2 separate regions of the Mus musculus genome follow, and region 2 is linked to region 1. Evidence: chromatin contacts called from public Micro-C data. All regions are on one chromosome and are shown on one strand. Each heading gives the region's core, a stretch centred on a gene start, on an enhancer-like site or on the middle of the called end of the contact. The rest is flanking DNA. Distances are from core to core; before and after follow the strand shown.

Region 1 (3,375 bases), core at 438-2,937:
TAGGGTAACTTGTCAAGAACTTTCAAACAATGTTAGGGAGTCAGGACATAACTAAATGAAAAAGCAAAATCAACACTCATTTAATATATATGTCACCCCTCTTCTCTTCCCCGGAGTGAGGAACAATCCATTAACTTACTGTTTATGACTAAAGGAAAAGGCATTTAAAAGGATCTGCCGAAGATTGGAAAAAGGACCAAAAAGGACCACTCCTCCAAGGACAAAAGCTGTCCCCATTCTCCTACAGAGCACTGTCCCAACTGACAGGTTCACTCCCACCAACTTTCTCCAATAAATGGAGATTTAAACACTAAAATGGAAGTTTTGCTTTGCCTACTTAAAAAAAAAAAAAAATCGGCCCAACCGATACCAACTCTAACATAAGCCATCATCAGTACAAGATACTTTAATGGCAGGGAAGATGGGGATGACCTGCTAACAGCTCCTCCAACTGGTCAGAGCAGATAGCCTTTGAAGCTCTAACAACATTAATGTATGTTTAACATTTTCAAGTTCTGGTGGGTAGTCAGATGCACCGAACAAAGTTTGGGGCCAGCAGCAACGACACAACAGGTGAGAAACAGTGGACATCACTACAGAACATGCAATGGCAAACCCACGAATCCACGAAAGCCTGGGAGATGTGGGAGAGAATCAAGCACAAGACCACCCCAGACCCCCTGTTTTATCCGAGGCAAAGGCTCCGTTCCTTCTTAAGGGGTGCGCCACCTCCCCCTCCTGTCCCCCGGAGACCACCACGCCAGTCCCAGGAAGAACCCAGGCCCCTCGGTGGGTATCTCCGCCGGAGAGGAAAAACACAATGTCGCTCCTTATTTCTGCGTACAAAAGGACTTTGCGCCCTCCTCCTCCTCCTCGAACTGCCGCCTAGGCGCCTCCTCACAACTTGCAAGAAGGTGGGCAGCGCGCCATATTCAGCGCCCCCCAGTCCACCTGGGTAACCATCCCACGCCACCCCGGCGGGAGGGAAGCTTCGGAGGTCGCCCGGCCGAACCACCAGCCTCCTCTCCCGCCAGAGACAGCCACTCCCGCGCCCCGCCCGGCCGCACCGAGCCACCGGCGGGCCAGAGCCGGGAAGAGCCGAGGGGGCGAGCGCCGAGCCGCCGCTCCGGTCCCGCGCAGCCCACCCACCTCCCGCTCCCGGGCCCGGCGCGCTCTCCCGGGCCGCCGGCTCCCGAGCCCGCAGAAGGAAGACCAGGCCCGGGGTTCCACGGCGCGGAGGAGGCCGCGGCCGGGAGAACCCGAGGCGGTAGGGGAGGCCGGAACCCTGGGGCTCTCGGGAGGGCAGCCGCCTCCCTACCGAGCCCGCCAGGACGCCCGGGGCCTAGTGCGGCCTGCGCATCCTCGGGGTGGCGGTTTGGCTGGGCCGGGCCCGGGCCCGGGCCCCCCGCCCCAGGCAGGCCGAATCCGGCGGGGGCCCAGGCCCCGAGCCGGGGGCGGCAGGGTGCCGGCTGCGGGGCGGGCCGGCCGGCCGGCGGGCGGGCGGCGTGTTGCGGCTGCGCCGGGGCTGAAATAGCTGGAGATTGCGCGGTAGGGCACTCACCTCAGAGCGGCTGCGCTACCGTGGGCCTGCGCCGTGGAGACTGCGACCGCGCCGGCTCCTCGCAGCCTCCTGCCACCAGCGGCAATGGCGAGCGCTGCCGCCTCTGCCGCCGCCGCCGCCGCCGAGGAGGGGGAGGGGAGGGAGGAGGCACGCACGCGACGCACGGCTCGGCTTCCCCGCCCGGAGACCGCCATGATGGCGAGGCCAGCACGGCTCTGCGGCTCCGGGGAGGGGGCTCTCGGCGGCGCTCTCTGAGACCCCCGGCCGCCTCGTCGGCCTCTGGTGCGGCTCGGCAGCGCTGGCCGGGGCCCGGACCAGGAGGGCAACCGGCTGAGCAAGTCGCGGACGCGGCGGCGAAGTGGTTCATGCCGCCCAAGATGGTTGCTAATCCGAAGGAGCCCTCCGCTCGGAGCCGAGCGCGGGGAACTGAGACCTCCGCTCCAAAGCGGCTCCCCCACATTTTACTCGGCGCGCCTTTGCGTAGTCGCCTCGACCCCTCTCTGAAATGCGCTTTGTTTCTCTGTTTCAAAGCCCCAACCAGATCTGTAAACGGGGAACTTTGGTACAAAGCAATATGGTAATTTATTCTCTCGTTCCTTAGACCAACATTTCTAAAGGGCCCCTTTCCGTACTGGATGCTGTTATGGGTGCTCCGAAGTGCACCTGTTAGCAAACCAAGGCTCTATTTAATAAAAATAAAAAAGTAAGTTCTTGCCCTTGCTTTCTCGGCGCTTAGATGAAGCAATAGGGTATCCTAGTATGCCTAACAAGTGAGCAGACAGTGGGAAAATGAAAGGTTGGGGACATGGGGTAGTTTGGGTTGCTTTTGTTATGTCATCAGGAGCCCCCATCAGAACCACCGGGAGTCCCAGCTCCAACTGAAACCTAGAATCTGCATTTTTAACACTTCTGGGAGATTTAATGTGCACTAGATAAATGCCCCACATGGTGTCAGAAAACAGCTTAACAAATAAGCAAACATTTTTTTAATTGGATACCTTTGTCTTATGTAGTTTTTTTTTTTTTTTTTTTTTAGTCCAAGACAGGATTTCTCTGTGTAGACCAGGCTGTCCTGGAACTCACTCTGCAGACCAAGCTGACCTCCAACCCAGAGATCATCTGCCTCTACCTCCCCAGTGCTGGGATTAAAGGCGTGTGCCACCACTGCCCAGCTTAACTGAATGCCTTTTTCCCTTAACGGTTTCTTTTCTCTTCCTTCCTTCCTTACTTCCTTCCTTTCTTTTTTTTTCTTTTTCCTTTTTTTTGGTTTTTAGAGACGGTTTCTCTGTGTAGCCCTGGCTTGGCTGTCCAAGAACTCTGTAGACCAGGCTGGCCTCAAACTCAGAAATCTGCGTGCTTCTGCCTCCCCAGTGCTTGGATCAAAGGCGTGCGCCACCACTGCCTGGCACCCTTAATGTTTTCTAAATCAAACCGATATCACTGTCACTACCCATCCCTGTAGGAATAATGTCTGCTCTTTCCTCTTTGCCTCAATGATTTTTTTTTTTTTTTTTTTTTTTTTTTGAGATAGGGTCTCAACTATGTAGCCCAGGATGGCCTGAAACTCACCATAAAGACCAGACTGGCCTGGCCTCTAACTCAGAGATTTTTATCCTGTCCTTGCCTTCCAAGTTCTGGGATTAAAGACATGGACCCTCTGCCTGGCCATCCAATGACATCTTTAAAGCGTTGTTGCCTCTTTCTGACTTTGGTCCAGGCTGCTTTCGTGTGGAGGTGCTGCACTTAGACTCTGAACTGGCTCCCAGACCCTGGACTTGCTCTCCCCAGCCCCTTCTGCACACTTCAACTTGAAT
Region 2 (3,375 bases), core at 342-2,841, 110 kb before region 1:
TTTTTAGGGATGTGCATTGTACCCGGAGACATGTCTGTTGTCTTGACTACAGGGGATGAGCCACTGGCATCATGGCAGAGGCCAAGGATGTGGATCAGCATCCTATAATAAGACAACCTGACCCTGTCAGTAGAAGCCAGGCACACTGGCAGACTTGGAATCTAGTACCCCATAGGCTGAGGCAGGAGGATTTTATGATCCAGGCAGCCTGGACTATAGAGTGAGGCCTTGTTTTTTTGTTTTGTTTGGTATTTTTAAAATGTCAGCTGAGGGTGGGAAATGGCACAGGCTGTTAGGTTACAGCCAGCGAGCTGATACCTGAGAGCAAAGATGCAGGCCAGTTAGCGGAGAAGAAAATCAATCGCACAAGGGCAAGTCCTTGAGATTCAGAGATGGAACTGCTGAAGGACTCCAGGAGACCTGGTGACTTTGGCAGAGCATGTACCCACGTGGGACAGCACTAGAGGAGGTGGACCATCCCTGTGCCTTGGTAAGATCCTGGCACCTTCAGATTTGGACCAGACCAGTGGCAGTTTGGGTACCTGGGGGACTGTTGTGGGTTACTAACTTAATTATTGTACATTTAAAGAGATGTTTAAAAATATCCTCTGTCTTTGGAGGTGTGGCTCTGTGGTAGAATTTGCCTAGGCAGATGAGGTCATGGGTTTAAGCTCCAGCACAGGGAAAAAAACCCACACATCTCAGCTTTTGAGTCTGTGACGAGGGCTGTCCTGGAAATGGTCATGTATTTTGTCTTTAGAGATAAGTCAGCCGTCTCCAGGAAAAGCTTACTAGAAAAGATGGAAAATGGAGGTCTTTTACAATCGCTTTAAAACAAGGGAGGCTACAGGCGCCCCTCTGCACCCCAGGTCATCCTTACTGGTGGCTGGGCCCCTGGCTTTAGATGGATGACTGATCTCTCAGCCTTGCCACGGGCTGGGGGGGGGGGGTCCACAGTGGATTGCTGGTCTCAATGGGGAGTGTATCAGCTGAGACTTGTTGACATCAGAACTGTGTTTGGGTCTTAGCTCCCAGGCTCCACAGCTGTGCCCCAGGTACCATCCAGCTAGCTTGTCCCCTAAATGTGTGCAAGTACTGCGGGGAGGAGGGAGTCTCACAGAATGGATGTGTCTTCTTTCACACTGCAGATGCTGTGAGCTGATTCTTTATTTGAAAGTGGGTTCATCCCAGATAGGAGCTTGTCCTGGATATGGGTTCTGAGAGCTCTATTACAGGCATCCCTGTGCAGTGGCTCTGCCACAGTTGCCTGAAATAAAAAGTCTGGCTGGAAAGGCAGATTAGCAGGCCCAGGGATGGTTGGTGGTAGAGGCAGCCATTAAGACTCCCTCTTCCCAGCCAGAGCTCATACCTAGAACTCTCCTGTATGTGCTCCCCAGCCCCTATGACATCCTGTCCTGATGGGCAGTGGAGGGCACAGGACCAGAAGAGGAAGGCCAACTGTCAGTGGAGATTGGGGGGAGGAGCGGCAGGTACCCCTTACATTCACAGGATGGGGTGGGGTAGGGCAGGGCTTGTCCTTTCTGGAGAGCAGACTCAATTGTGTTGAAAGGAGACTTTTGTTACCCTGAGGTGCCTTTCTAGGCATCTTGATCTGAATTTGAATTGCGGATGGTTTTCCTTGACTGAACTGCTTTGCTATGCCTGACTGACTCTCTTCTTATCTCCTAAAGGACTTCCGGAGTGAATTCCACAACTGTAAATAATGTTCCACCATCCAGTCTGTCCACCTGAGAGCTTCAGACTCAAACTAGAGTTCATCACACTGAGTGTCCTCCGAGGACGGCAGGTCCTGGAGTGTTGGGTGCAAGGAGCGTCAACCTCATGCACGGCTCTCGTCTTGGTCCAGAACCTCCGGCATTGGCAAGGGAGGGAAAGGGATGGGAAAAATCTTTAAGCGCTTCACTAAGACCAAAGGAAAGAGCAGCACTGACTTTCTTTTTTTTTTTTATTTTTTTATTTTTTTTTTTGTTTTTTCGAGACAGGGTTTCTCTGTATAGTCTTGGCTGTCCTGGAACTCACTTTGTAGACCAGGCTGGCCTCGAACTCAGAAATCCGTCTGTTTCTGCCTCCCAAGTGCTGGGATTAAAGGCGTGCGCCACCACCGCCCGGCAGCACTGACTTTCTTGAGGGTCTTAGATGTATCCAAGGCTTCCTGGAACAGGTTTTGCAGTGCCTGCTTCTAGGTTGGTGTGTCTCCTGAGAATCTGGGCTCTGATGCAGGAAGAAATTTTTGTCCTCACCGCATCTCCCGGCAAAGGAGGAAACCCCTGCATCATTTCTTGTGGCAACCATTTCAGAAGGACCGCTGCCTGGCTCACCATCTTTGTCCCCTTCAGCCTTCCCCCCTAGAGTTACAACCTGGGAACAGGCACTTGGGAGTTTAGCCCTTCTCAGAGTATCTTTGCAAAGGAGTTTTTGTTTGGTTGGTTTTTGTTACAATGTTTCCTGTCTTGTGTGAACCAGTGACACCATTTATTTGCCCAGACCATAATTCCACCCAGGTTGACCCAAGCTGGCAAATGTGTGGCCTCCTCTGGACCCTGGCTTCTCACTCATGTATTACCCTTTTAAATGTCATTGTATACATCTTTTATGGAACCTGCTTCAAGTCATTCTTCTTAAGTATTTAAAAGTAGCCTCTTCCTGGAAAAATAAAACTGTTCTAAGATTGGGTTGTGATGGTGAATGCCTTTACCACGCACCAACAAGTGAGCACTGTGCTCAACAGTACCCAGTGAGATGAGCCTTCCTGTCAGTAAAATGTAAGAGCTTAGAGGGATGGTGCTAACGGGGCACGCTGTTATAAAGACCACCCTGAGTTACTGATGATAGAGCCCACAGGCTCTAGTTGGTTATCAAGCTCCGTGCTCCCTGGTGCTCTTGTCCTCGACACTTGTCTGCTTCTGGGTTTGGACTGGGTGTGAGCTACAGGTCGCCACTGATCAGGTCACAGTGGGCACGTAACAGACCGAGGCAGGCTTCCCAGCTGGCCGCTGAGCTCACTGAAGCCTCCGACTGTAGCAGATGGGATGAGGAAGCCTGGCCACCAGCAGGATTCAACCCTTCACACATGAGGCAGTCCTGCCATCCTGCCCTTCTGTCTTAGCTGGATGGCAGGGTCCGTGCTGGGTGTTGAGACTGATCAGACAAGGGCACAATGAAGCCTGGCCGAGTGCTCGGCAGAGGGTCTACCCTGGCCCACTGCAGAGAGTGCTCACGAGCTGTAATGCCAGGACAGGAGCCAGCTCAGTCACAGCTGGGGAAGAGCTTTGGAAGTGATGCCTGCTGGTGGCCCTGGGCCTTTCCCTGCCTCTGGATAGGACTTTCAAAAACAACAACAATCCAATTTATTTT

Evidence for each region. Hi-C and Micro-C count contacts between places; a contact is called where the count stands out from the background.
Region 2: a contact with region 1 is called in a Micro-C map of embryonic stem cells, with 2.3 times the contacts expected there. The contact joins the enhancer-like site here to the promoter of Nrf1 in region 1. A contact is called at or near these places in 4 of 39 promoter capture datasets (cranial neural crest, fetal liver, liver and 1 more), 3 of 484 Hi-C or Micro-C datasets (all in embryonic stem cells), 4 of 115 datasets of contacts at active chromatin or transcription factors (the HPC-7 cell line, embryonic stem cells and neural tube) and 1 of 9 other capture datasets (adipose tissue).

What each region holds. Positions count from the first base shown.
Region 1 is chr6:30,046,300-30,049,674 of GRCm38.p6, reverse strand. Nrf1 (nuclear respiratory factor 1) reads right to left here and starts at 1,687. Exons shown (of 12, transcript NM_001164226.1): 1 at 1,562-1,687.
Region 2 is chr6:30,157,942-30,161,316 of GRCm38.p6, reverse strand. Mirc35hg (microRNA cluster 35, host gene) reads left to right here. Exons shown (of 2, transcript NR_126540.1): 2 at 1,692-2,677. Among named protein-coding and RNA genes, the nearest start is that of Mir182, 6.4 kb to the left of the region's middle. Within about 2 kb of position 1,591, at least 12 of the 459 cell types and tissues checked have an H3K27ac peak or open chromatin away from gene starts, as enhancers often do. A contact at or near this core is called in embryonic stem cells, where this site is marked.